Regions from separate parts of the Danio rerio genome. Here region 2 is linked to region 1. A link is a contact called in public Hi-C data. All regions are on one chromosome and are shown on one strand. The core of a region is the stretch at or near the end of the contact, and the rest is flanking DNA. Distances in the headings are between cores, read along the strand shown.

The links. A called contact is a pair of places that touch in the nucleus more often than the background predicts.
Region 2: a Hi-C map of embryo shows a contact between it and region 1, with 2.4 times the contacts expected there. The contact joins the promoter of marcksl1a here to the enhancer-like site in region 1. A contact is called at or near these places in 4 of 18 Hi-C or Micro-C datasets (caudal fin and embryo) and 3 of 4 datasets of contacts at active chromatin or transcription factors (caudal fin, embryo and gastrula embryo).

The regions. Positions count from the first base shown.
Region 1 is chr13:49,589,744-49,596,514 of GRCz12tu, forward strand. All of the region lies in intron 1 of LOC137487442 (a long non-coding RNA gene), which reads left to right. LOC103912036 (a long non-coding RNA gene) reads right to left here. Exons shown (of 5, transcript XR_012388932.1): 5 at 5,363-6,564. Among named protein-coding and RNA genes, the nearest start is that of bsdc1, 32 kb to the left of the region's middle. Within about 2 kb of position 3,773, at least 7 of the 62 cell types and tissues checked have an H3K27ac peak or open chromatin away from gene starts, as enhancers often do.
Region 2 is chr13:49,754,356-49,761,126 of GRCz12tu, forward strand. It overlaps marcksl1a (MARCKS-like 1a), which reads left to right and starts at 4,309. Exons shown (of 2, transcript NM_213133.1): 1 at 4,309-4,567; 2 at 5,907-6,771. The coding sequence starts at 4,496. The coding sequence ends at 6,476. LOC103912037 (a long non-coding RNA gene) reads right to left here and starts at 6,224. Exons shown (of 6, transcript XR_012388934.1): 1 at 5,830-6,224; 2 at 5,180-5,242; 3 at 2,936-3,025; 4 at 1,754-1,841.

The sequences.
Region 1 (6,771 bases), core at 2,523-5,022:
TCAACAAATATAGAAAGCTGACTTCAGTGTAATGGTTCACGTCTGCTGTAGTCCTTCACATTTGACTGCAGCAGCACACATTAGTGGTCTACATCACTTAGGCTGGCATCTCATTTGGGTTCACAGTGGTTGGCGTCTTTTCTATTTAATTTACCTGCCATGCCGTTGCCAGTGTTTGCTTTAGGAATAATAAGCGTGGTGTAGATGGCATGGCAGAGATCTGTGTGTTTGTGTGGCTTGGCAGCAGTGAGAGAAAACCTCTGTAGGCCAGCCTGTGATTTTCGCTATTGGTTTGGCATCAGTCTTATGCAATGTTGTCATTAGAGTTTTAAGCTACTGTTGCTGCTGTTTAGACGGCAAATTTACACTTTTAGTCTCATGAGGGAGCTGCTGTGATTTATTATAGGCGGTTCATAAGGTCGTTTTTTCTGAGTAGTAATTTTTGCTGAAATTTTGTTATTCGTTATTTGTGGCAACCTATTTACATGTTCTATTACTTTTTGGAGGTTATGGGGTAAAAAAAGAGATTCCAGCACCGCTAGAGATAAGACAGATAGATTTACTAATCAATTTATAATATATACACTCACTGGCCACTTTATTAGGTACACCTACAGTAACTAGTACCGGGTTAAACCACCTTTTTCTTTGAGAACTGTCTTAATCCTTTTTGACATAGATTCAACAGGGTACTGGAAATATTCCTCAGAGATTTTATTCCATATTGACATTTCAGCATCACGCAGTTACATTTGTCGGCTGCACATCCATGATGCGAATCCTCCCGTTCCACCTCATCCCAAACTTGCTCTATTGGATCAAGAACTGGTGACTGTGGAGGCCATTTGAGTACAGTAAACTCATTTTCATGTTTAAGAAACCAGTCGCAGATGATTCCCAGTGATGGGTTGCAGCTGGAAGGGTATCCACTATTTAGAACATATGCTGGATAAGTTGGCGGTTCATTCCACTGTGGAGACCCCAGAATAAAGAATGAGACTAAGCCGAAAAGAAAAGGAATGAATGAATATGCAATGCACACACTTGAAAGCTCAATACATTAAAACTGCTCAGAATGCAGATGAAAGCGTATATTCCAAGGAAGCGAACGCATATCATAAAAATATAGAAGTGGATGTCTTATTTTATGCTAGGCTAATTGACTTCGAAATCAACCCTTCCAAATATATCCATAAGCTCTCCTCAAGTGTAGTCTCTATAAAATGCTTTTTCATAAAACGTCTTTATCAGCTAATCACAGATGAAGTGTGGGAACCCTGTTTTGAGCTCACTAACTAGTGTGGTCTCCCTCCAGGTGGTCTGTGTTCTTTTATCGAACGAGGAAAAAGAAGAAAAAGCCTTCAAACTGGGAGGCAGTATAGTCAGAGCCTCGGATAAGACAGGGAGGACGGTTGCCATAGAAACAGTGTTCCTCGTCTTTATTCCGATCTGCGTCATCTGTATTCCTCAGACAGACTGTAGGATTGAGCTGCATCCTCCCTTTCTCTGCTTTGTCAGGAATGGATAGTGTTACAAGTGAAAAAAGAAAATTGTTTTTTATTGCCACCTGTTTGGGCTTACAGCAGTTACTTAAACTTTTATTCATGGTTCTGGCAATGTCTGTTTACACTTGGAATGGCAGTATCCAAACATTTTCACTACTGACCATTGTTTAAATTAGCAATCAATTAATCAATGCAAATTAAGTGTTTAGAGCGTGTGACTGTAGTATTGGGATCTAACCATACTAGTTAGGCCAGGATAATGGAAACTGAAGCCTGGTTTATACTCGATGCATCCATCCACTAGTTAGCTTGAGTGTGCGCGGCGAATGTGACGTCATCGCAGTGTTGGCGTAGATTCACTTTGGTGCGTGTGACATCATTTTGTAATGCGTATATTTTGTGGAAAGGTTTTCCAAGGCTTTTTAACCAAATATTTTGAAAAGTTTTTTATTAGGGCTGTGCAGTTAATCGAAAATTCAGTTTCGATTGCGATTTTGACCTCTAATGATTGTGAAAAAAATATTAATCGAGATAAAGCGATTACTGCATCATATACCGCCCCTTTCCAGCTGTACACATTTGTTGCTCTGCTCAGTTTCATGTGTAAATTACTAAAAGCATGTAGTGTAATGTAACTTTTGCAGCAGGGGATGTTGAGAGTCAAAAAAAAAAAGACATGTAAAAGTGAAACCATAAATCAGAACGGTACTGTTTTTAAAGCTGCCGACTGTTTTTATCATTAATCAAACAACAAAAGGATAAAATCACTTACTGCTCTGACTGAAGGACTTTTGTAGCTATAATTATTATTTTTTTCTTACAGTGAAGATGCTTAAAACACAGTTTGTTTTTATTCTATTGTATTTATTTCCATTTCCTTATTTACTGGGAGGAAAATAACTGCATATACTAAGTTAAAGTCAAAATTAATAGCCCTCCTAAATTATTAGCACCCCCCCCCCCCCCATTTCTGTTTAACAGAAAGAAGTTTTTTTCAAGACATTTCTAAACATAATAGATTTAATAACTCATTTCTAATAATTGATGAATACAGCACATAATATTTTACTACATATTTTTCAAGATACAAGCATTCAACTTAAAGTGGGATTCAAAGGCTTTATTAGGGTAATTATGCAAGTCATTGTTTAATGTTGGTTTCTTCTGCAGACAATAAAAAAAACATATGGCTAAGGGGGCTAATAATAATGGTCTTAAATTCATTCATTCATTTTCTTGTCTATCTATATTTGAGTCCCTTTATTAATCCGAGGTCACCACAGGGGAATGAACTGCCAATTTATCCAGCACATTTTTATGCAGCAGATGCCCTATCAGCCACTACCCATACGTTTTCTTTTAGCCTCATATTTTGATGTTGCCGCCATGTTGCATGTTGTCTGATCCAATCAGATAAGAGGAATCGAAATGCAATATGGTGTTTACAACTTCACAGAGAAGGTTGCATTCAAAGACTAAAAAACACAAACTGTTTCTCGATTCTAAGACTGTATTTGCATGCAATTGACAAATAGTAGCAGACAAATTGAAATTTAGTGACACTATTGGGCCAGTAACGATTCTGTCAACTGTCTCGAGCATCTCTCACACTAGCCCCGGGCCATCGGGCAGTCCTTATTGTCGAGCCCTGAAATGGTTAAAGCTTTAATGCTTTATTTTGGTAAAAGTATTTCTTTGTGGACATTTTTCTCAGACCGGCATACATTTTATTAGATCAGTCTTTTTTCTTCAACATTCGAGGCTTTGGAATTTCTTGAGTCAGTCATGAACTGGCGCACTATACTGCACTGTTTGGGTGCTTTTTTTCTTCTTCTTCAGCATGCCAAACTGGCTTTCTCTTAATCTCTGTCACTTTAAAAGACTATTGATAGATTGCAGACCTCATATTAGTGTCAAATCGCTGTTTTTTCTTCCTCCACGATATCTCATGAAAGCATGAATGGGGGGCATAGGAATGTTGCCAGCGGCGTTGGACCCATGTTTGCCACTGAGGAATCCTGGGAATGCTTCCTCTAATCAGTGGAGAATGGCATACAAAGAGTCTCTTTTCCTCTCCTCTTAAGCCCTGAAGGCAGAGACACCATTTTTCCAGGATTTCGTGGCTATTGTGTGTGTCTCGAGTGCTCTGAAAGATGAGAATGTGTTTGGGAAGTTTAAGCTGTTTTGAACCGCTCAGAGATGGAGTTTATCCTCAAAGCTATTCAGCGATCAGAGATTTCAGGATCTTTTCCAGTCTAATAAATGGTATTTGATTATTACACATATCAAGTTCTGCTTCATCTGCTGTAATGTGTTTACACAGGGAATCAGTGTAGGCATGTGCCTGCAGCTTTCATTGGAGATTCAAACAGATGGTTCACCCAAAGTTAAACATTTGTCATTTACTCATCTCTGTTGATTCAGCTCTAAATGGTTTTTTTATTTCATGATATGAAGTACACTACCTGATATAGTTTTGTCATATATCCTAGTTTTAATGACAAGAAGTAATTACTTGACTTCTAGTTGATCTTTTGGTATCAGAAGTGACTTATATGAAAGGCAAAGGCCTCAAGATTTTGCTTATTTTACCAAAATTAAATATGATCATGCCTTGATTTTTAAATATTTCATTAGGACAGTAAGGTCTGACTTTTCTTAGACAAAAGTTTTGTCACTGAACAGAAATAATGTCCAGTATAGAATATAAAGTCATGCTGCAGTGGAAACAGAATGAATATTGTGCATTACTCCCATGAGCTTGGAGGACTGCATCCATACATCTCTGCACTGACTCAAATCACTTATTAATAAAGTCATCTGGAACGGCAAAGAAAGCGTTCTTGCAGGACTCCCGGAGTTCATCAAGATATTTTGGATTCATTTTCAATGACTCCTCCATCATCTTACCACAGATATGTTTAAAATATTCATGTCTGGTGACCTTGATCTTTACTTTCAGGAGCTATATATATATATATATATATATATATATATATATACACTCTAAAAACTGCTGGGTTGAAAACAACCCAATTTGGGTTGTTTTGGTAACCCAGCGCTGGGTAAAAAAGGGACTAACCCAACGCTGGGTTACTTTAACCCAGCAAGTTGGGTTACAAGTTTAACCCAGCATGCTGGGTTGTGATTTTAACCCAACTATTAGTTAAAAATTACTACACTGCTGGGTTGAATGTAACCCAAAATGGGTCAGAAATTTAATCTAGAAACTGATGATTAAAATCACTAAAATAAAAACAAATTCTACAGCAATACATAGTTGTTCAGTAATGGAATTTTATTTATGACAAAAGATAAAATGTGTCCAAATGAATTTGAGATTTTTCCCATCTGCACCTCAGCATTAACCCTTTGACTGCCTGCTCTACCAAATGGTTGACCTCGTTTTTACTGTTTTAAATAATGACTGTTAAAGTCATAAGAAAAAAGATGATTTAGTGTTCAAAATATTTCTTTTAAATATATATATATATATATATATATATATATATATATATATATATATATTTTTTTTTTTTTTTTTTTTTTTATTGGTCTTACACATAATTTTTCAGATTTTTCATAATTCTGGTACTTTTACCATAAACATACATATCAATCATTTGGTAGAGGTTGATATTTTAGAAATTATAATATGTGTTAAAATGTACTGATTGTGTTCAATAGCGACATTAGCAGTTGAGAAATGCAATCCAATTTTTTTTTTGAAAGGGTTGTTAAGACGATTTCTGTGAAAATTTATCAAACTGTATCACAGAAACACTGACTAAAGTTCAGTAACAATGCATCAGACTGAAATCAGACAAATTACCTTAAGAAAATGCATATTTGAAATACATTCAAAAACATTTGCATCATTTATAAATCAGGAATCATCAGTAAGGCAATTGCAATGTTATTGCAGAGTAGAAAAAACAATAGTATAAGGAAGTAATAATGAAAATGCATCTAAATGACTGAAGTCAGAAAGTAATTTGAGCACAAACATCAACATATTCTCATATAAATCATCAACTGCAATGCAGAAAAAAATATGTGAAAGTAATAATGAAAAGGCATCAAACAGCTTGAAAAAACAAAACAAACAATAAAAACTAAGAAAATACAAATTTTATATTAAGAAAAAATAAGAAAACATTTTATAACTTTCCCTTTAACAATTATGTGCAAACATCAATATATGAGCTATAAAGCAATCATCAGTAAGGATGATCAAGTTCAATGTAAATGCAGTTTTGAAGAAAAAACAGATATAAAAGTTAAAATGAAACCTGAGGATGGAAGCATTTTAAAACAAATTTGAAATAGGAAAACTTTTTTTAACTTTTACTCGAACAATCATGTGCAAACATCAATCCTGAGATATAAAAGAGTCTGTAAGAAACATTAGTTGCAATGTAACTGCAGTGTAGAGTGTCTTAAAAAAATATCTAGTCCATTATTATGTGCCGTCATCATAGCAAAGAGAAAAGAAATCAGTTATTAGAAATGAGTTATTAAAACTATTCTTTAGAAATGGGTGTCATGGTGGCACAGTGGGTAGTACGATTGCCTCACAGCAACAAGGTCGGTGGTTTAAGCCTCAGCTGGGTCAGTTGGTGTTTCTGTGTGGAGTTTGCATGTTTTCCCCGTGTTCGTGTGGGTTTTCTCTGGGTGCTCCTTTTCCCCCACAATCCAAAGTACAAGTTAAAGAACACAGAATCCAAGGAAGCAGTGAGGTCACAGTATTAATGATTACTGTTTGTCAGCAAAAATTAATGCTAGCAGAACCCTTACTGCTAGTGTCTCCTCCCCAGGATGTCCATAAACCACAGTCTGCCACACCAGGGAACACTGCTTGGGGTAGTTCACACCAAAGATGTAGAATGCTTTATAGCAAACGTTCACTTTGGCAAGTAATGTACTTTGCAATAATAAATAGCACAGCACGTGAGCAAAGGCTTGAAAGAAGTGGTGGTCTCCAAGGATGAGAACATGAGGAAACTCAATAGATTCTTGAATTCAATGGATGAAGATACTCAGCAATATTGGTCCCAATCTGAAAAAATAAATAGAAGTAAGATTTATTAAAGACTCTAAAGTGTAAAAGTTAAATATCTTTAGAGTTAACTTTAGAACACCTAAAATACCTTTAGAAGCAATTAAGGCCATAACACACCAAGCTATCAGCCAGTGTTGGCATTAGTTAACCACTGACCATGGCACTATGCTGCAATTTTTTGGCCCGAGTGAAGATGACAATGCA
Region 2 (6,771 bases), core at 3,059-5,558, 170 kb after region 1:
ACCCACTAACAACGAATAAAACAATATATCCCAATGAATCCATTCATAATCCTCACTGAAACCTGAGCTTGAAAAAGTTTTCCCTCCAAACTGATGCAACTTCCTGTTAGCTTATGTCATCACAGACTTTTTAGATGGAGGCATTTACAATGGAAATGACATGCTAACAGCGAGCTATCCACTTCTTTGTGTTGGTTTAAATGCTTACATATGTTTAACAAATGATATTGATAATACAACATTAAATTTACTTTACTTTAAATTGAAGGTTTTTTAAATCTATTCACAATGATTAAAACAATATAACCCAATGAATCAATCCATACTCACTGAAGCCTGAACTTGAATTGTTTTCCCTCCAAACTGATGCAACTTCCTGTTTACTTTTGTCATCACAGAACTGATTTTTAGCTGGAGGCATTTACAATGGAAATGACATGTTAAAAGCTATCTAGCCGTGTCTCTGTGTTGGTTTAAATGCTAAAATATGTTTCACAAATTATATTATTGATCCTATGAAATCAATTTTACTTTCCTTTTAAATTGAAGGGTTTTCTAAACTGAGCTAACAATGAATAAATAATACAACCCAATAAATTCATTCATAATACTCTCTGAAGCCTGAGCTTGAAGTGTTTTCCCTCCAAACTGATGCAACTTCCTGTTTACTGTTGTCATCAGAGAACTGCTTTTTAGCTAGATGCATTGACAACTAAAATTAAATGCTAAGAGCTAGCCATTTCTCTGTATTAGTTTAAATGCTCACATATGTTTAAAATAAGATATTATTGATAATACGAAATCAACCTTTACTTTTAAATTGAGGGTTTTTGTAAACAAACTAATAATAAAACCAAACAAATCCATTCATATTACTCACAGAAGATGGAATTTGAGTTGTTTTCCCTCCAAACAGATGCAACTTCCTGTTAGCTTGTTGTCGTCACAGACTTTTTAGATAGAGGCATTTACAATGGAAATGACATGCTAACAGCTAGGTAGCCAGTTCTCTGTGTTGGTTTAAATGCTGACAAAATGATATTATTGATAATATAAAATCAGTTCCCTGCTGAAAAATCCAGCTTAAACCAGCCTAGGCTGGTTGACTGGTTTTAGCTGGTTGATCAGCGGTTTTAGAGGGGTTTTGGCCATTTCCAGGCTGGTTTCCAGCCATTTTCAGCCTGGTCTTAGCTGGTCAGGTTGGAAAATGACCAGCTAAAACCAACTTCACCAGCCTGGTTTAAGCTGGACATAGCTGATTTTAGCTGGGCTCCCAGCCTGGCTAGGCTGGTAAAGCTGGTTTCAGCTGGTCGTCTCCCAGCCTGACCAGCTAAGACCAGGCTGAAAATGGCTGGAAAGCAGCCTGGAAATGGCCAAAACCCCTCTGAAACCAGGCTGGTCGACCAGCTAAAACCAGCCAACCATCCTAGGCTAGTTTAAGCTGGATTTTTTTTAGCAGGGTTGTACTTTACTTTTAATTAAGGGCTTTTTAAACCAGCTAACAGTTAGGGATGGCTGACGTAAAACCAGATCCAGAAGCACAAGTGTTTCGAAACACTGCACCAAAGCATGATCCGAAACACCCAGGTCACGTGATTAAGGGGGTTCAAAACACCCAGCTCACGGGATTAAAGTGTTTCGAAACACCTGGTCACTAAAAAATTCAAAGCATCGATCATTTTAGAAGCGTTTTTGTAAACCAATTAACTAACAAGATATGAACTAGCCCAATAAATGCAATGCTAATACTCACTGAAAATGGATGGTGTTTTCCCTCCAGAGTGATGTCACTTCCTGTTTGGTGAAATCGCAGGGTTGCCTTTTCTTAGTTTCTCAAAAGACTAAAAGGACAAAATAAAATGAATGACAGGAATTTATTAACTACAGGAAAAAAAAAAACGTTCATAAAAATGTTTGAAACACTGGGAACGCAATAATAAAAACTATTTATATTTATATAAACGATATATATTTTAAAAAATTAAAAAATTAATTTTATATATATATATATATATATATATATATATATATATATATATATATATATATATATATATAATGTACTGCAACTTTTACATGATAATTTTTTTTTAAATGTACAATGAATTATATTATTTCAAATTCAACACTGAAAATGTAGGAAATTACCTAAAAAACATCAAGTGAACTAATTTGACATGGAAATAAATGCTAACAGCAAGCTAGCCAGTTCTCTGTGGTTGATAAAATGTCTAATTATGTTTAACAAATGATATTGTTGATCATTCATTAATTCATTCATTCATTTTCTTGTCGGCTTAGTCCCTTTATTAATCCAGGGTCGCCACAGCGGAATGAACCGGCAACTTATCCAGCAAGTTTTTACGCAGCAGATGCCCTTCCAGCCGCAACCCATCTCTGGGAAACATCCACACACACATTCACACACACTACAGACAATTTAGCCTACCCAATTCACCTGTAATGCATGTGTTTGGACTGTGGGGGAAACCGGAGCACCCGGAGAAAACCCACGCGAACGCAGGGAGAACATGCAAACTCCTCACAGAAACGCCAACTGAGCCGAGGTTCGAACCAGCGACCCAGCAACCTTCTTGCTGTGAGGCGACAGCACTACCTACTGCGCCACTGCCTCCCCCATTTTTGATAGTTTTAAATCAATTGTACTTTACTTTTAGACTGAGGGTTTTTGTAACCCAGTTTATTCATTCATTTTCCTTCAGCTTAGTCGCTTTATTCATCTGGGGTCACCACAGTGGAATGAACTGCCAACTTATTCAGCAAATGTTTTACACAGCAGATGCCCTTCCAGCTGCAAATCAGTACTGGGTTCATACACTCTCTCATTCACACACACATTCATACACTACAATCTTGTAAACCAGTTAACTAACAAAATATGAACTAGCCCAATAACTGCATTTCCAACACTCACTGAAGATGGAGCTGGTGTTTTCCCTCCAAAGTGATGTCACTTCCTGTTTGATGACATCACAGGGTTTCCTTTTCTTAATTTCTCAAAAGACTAAAAGGACAGAAAATAAAATTAATTACAGGAATTTATTAACAGCAGGACAACATGTCACCAAAAATGTTTAAACGCAATAATAAAAATTATAATACTAAGATTTATTTAATGAACTTTGACTTTACATGATAATCTTTTTTAAATGTACAATTAATTATATTACTTCAAATTTAACACTCAAAACTAGCAAGGAATTGCTAGTATATTACCTTTAAAAAATCAATTACATGAAAATCACAGCTAATAGCAAGATAGCCAGTTTCCTATGGTTGCTTAAATGTCTAATTATGTTTAACAAATGATAATGTTGATCATATTAAATCAACTTTACTTTTAAAATGAGGGTTTTTGTAGACCAATTCATTCATTCATTCACCTACGGCTTAGTCTCTTTATTCAACAGGAGTTGCCACTGCGGATTGAACCACCAACTTGAAATACTGAGAAAGCAATTACAAAAACTATAGAATATTTATTAATTAGTTTTACATAATAAAAGTTTTTTTTTTTTTGAATGTACAAATAACTAAATTACTTCAAGTTCAACACTGAAAACTCAGGATTTGCCAGGCATTTCCCAAAGAATCATCAAGTAAACTGATTTGACATAACATTTAGATGTAAATTAAATTTAAAGTAGCATTTTTTTGTTAAACAATCGAAAACCTTGTAACAAATAAATAAATTAAATATTATACTCTACTTGCTGCGCATTAAAAGGATAGTTCACAAAAAGTTCAGACTTACTCACTATTTACTCCCCCTGAAGTGGCTTCAAAACTTTATGGGCTTCTTTATTCTGCTGAACTTAAATGAAGAGATTCTGAAGAAAGCTGAAAACCGGTAACCATTGAATTCCATAGAAAAAAATGAATACAATGGAAATGGAAGTCAATGGTTACCGGTTTCCAGCTTTCTTCAGAATATCTTCTATTGTGTTCAACAGAAGAAAGAAACTAAAGATTTGGAAGAGGGTGTGTAAACAGTGAGTAAATTTTGTGAACTATCCATTAAATAATGAACATCTCCCTTTTTCAAAAGTGAGTTTGAGATATCAGTAAATCGACAGTTTTTAAAGGAAATCATTTCCTGTTTATAAACTCAATAAAATCCCAGATAAAGCCCCTAGTAGTGTGTGTGTAACGCTATAGTGGCTGAATGGGGCAGATGAAGCTCCAGCCCTCTTGTGCAGATTGGGCGGCGTAGCTGTTTGGGTGGAGTCACACAGACAAATACTCACACTTGTAGCTGTGAAACTCTTAGTTTGCTCTCCCCGCAGAGCCGTGTGGATTTACTACCAGAAACCAGCCTTTCTGTCTGCTGAGCACAGCAGATTAAAGACACATCAGGAATCTATAAACCCTCGCTCACCGCATTTACTGTGTGGGTCTGAATTGAAGGACCCCCAGGGTTATTTTTTCAGCCTTTATTTTCATTTTTGAACTCTGTGAAGAAGACACAAAGAGGATGGGTGCTCAGTTGACTAAAGGTGAAGCCACAGTGGAAGGAAAAGCCGTGGCTGATAAAGCCAATGGTCAGGTGAGGATTTATGACCACCAGCTTTCTCAGAGATTTCAATGTTTTTTATGATTAATGTATCGATCAATACACAGTTTTTATTTTAGGAGAATTAAATATCGGTATTTGTGATCAATTTTAATATTCTTTTTGAGAAACTAATTTGTTATAACAACAATGCCATCCCATTACTGATGTTTTTGGATTTTTCTAATGGTGTGTATTTTATTTAATGCAAAATAAATGTCTAATTTTGATTTTGTTTTAAAAAAAAATGCTTTTAAAGTTGATTTAGTTAGTTACAAGACAGACTCTGTGGTTGTGTGTTGGCGCTGAAACTGGCAGAAACCCGAATTGAGAACAAAAGGTTGCAGAGCTGCATGCAAATGATGCACAGCGCTTCTGCTGATCTGCAAACAATGCGATGCATGCGTGTGTGTGTGAATGCATGGACCATTCCTCTGGTACTTCATTAATAATCATTCTACCCATCCCCCTTAATGCATATGCACCCTTCCCCCTCTAAATACAATAAGAGAACGCTCTTGTCTATATTATTGAACTGAATGCATTATTTTGAATATGTCCATGCTTGTGATTTAAACACCCCAATACTTAGGGAGAGTACATTACCGTGTTTCATGAATGTATAGTGCTCGGCTGAAGCATCACCTGAATGGTGTGTGATCCAAATTCCTGTAAATACAAGAGAGGGGAAACAACAAGCGTTGGTTTAAACGGCGTTTTAGGGTTGCGGTCTCCCCTTTCTTTGTTCTCTCTGGTAGTGGATGGTTTTCTAAGCTGTGGATTTTATTTAGTGGAGCAAAACTGCCTCTAGCGGATGAAAGGTGGAATTACATGATGCACTTCTGCTTTTGGGTTTAACCGGGTGTTGCTTCTGTCTGTAATGTGATTACATACAGCACTCCGAACCGCATTTGCTGACTTTAAATTGACTGCTTTCTATATTTGGTGTTACCAAAACAAAGTGATTCCTATGTGTATTTATTTGTAGTCATTTTAGTGTACATTACTGTGTACGTAGATTTTATTTCAGTTTTGAAGTGTAGCCAATACTGCAGTGTTATTAACTAGAGCTATCATTTATGTCTTAAATTAAACAAATAGCTAAGCTATAATTGGGTTTGAATCACATAGTATTGGATAAAAATGATGCTAGGAAGAGAAATGTTGAGATAAAAAAAAACATATGCTTAACACGTTGTGCTATAAACTATACTATAAATCCAAGCATTTACTATAGCTATAAAACAAGCATTTACAAGCATATTTCTCCTCTGTGTGTGTGTGTGTTTGCCAAGATGCATTTGGCTTATGCTCCCTCTGCTTCTCTCTTCAGGAAAATGGCCATGTGAAAACTAACGGAGATGTATCCACCAAGCCAGATGGAGAAGCAGTGGCAGCGGACGGAAATGGAACCGCGGAGGTCGCCAAGGATGAAGCCCCAAAAACGGAGGAGGGAGACGGCATTGAAGCCGCGCCCGCTACAGAGGCTGAAGCCAGCAAATCTGACGGCGAGGCTGCAAAGGAAACCAAAAAGAAGAAGAAATTCTCACTGAAGAACTCTTTCAAATTCAAAGGCATTTCCCTAAAGAAGAATAAAAAGGCAAGTGAGGAGGCAGCGGAGGCTGTGGCCACGCCCACCACCGCTGAAGATAAACCCGAGGAGAACGGCCAGGCCGCTACAGAAACCAAAGAGGAGGAGCCAGCGGCGGAAACCAATGAGACGCCAGCTCCTGAGGCGGAGGCGGAGCCCAAAGTAGAAGAGGCGGAGCCCAAAGCTGAAGAGCCTGCCCAGCAAACAGAAACCGCACCCACAGAGGAGACTACAAAATCCGAGGAAAGCCCCGCCCCCGTTGAAGAGACCACGCCCACTGAATCTTCGGACCCGGAGCCGGCTGCAGAGTGATCTCATATCGCTGTGGCAACCTAGACTTTTATCTTTATCCTTTTTTTTATTTTTTGAGATTGAAATATATAAATATATATATAAATATATATAAATATATGAGACTTGAGCCACAATCTTAAAGTTACAGCATTACTACAAAGTACATTTACCACCCTTGCTGATAACGTTCACTGGTTCGCGGTTTCGTCCGGTCTGGTGTCAGTGTGGTGCCAAACGTGGAGAGCTTTTTTTTTGTTGTTGGGAATCGGGCCGGAAGTGCTCTGTGTTTGGATTGGAACGACTGAAGGAATTT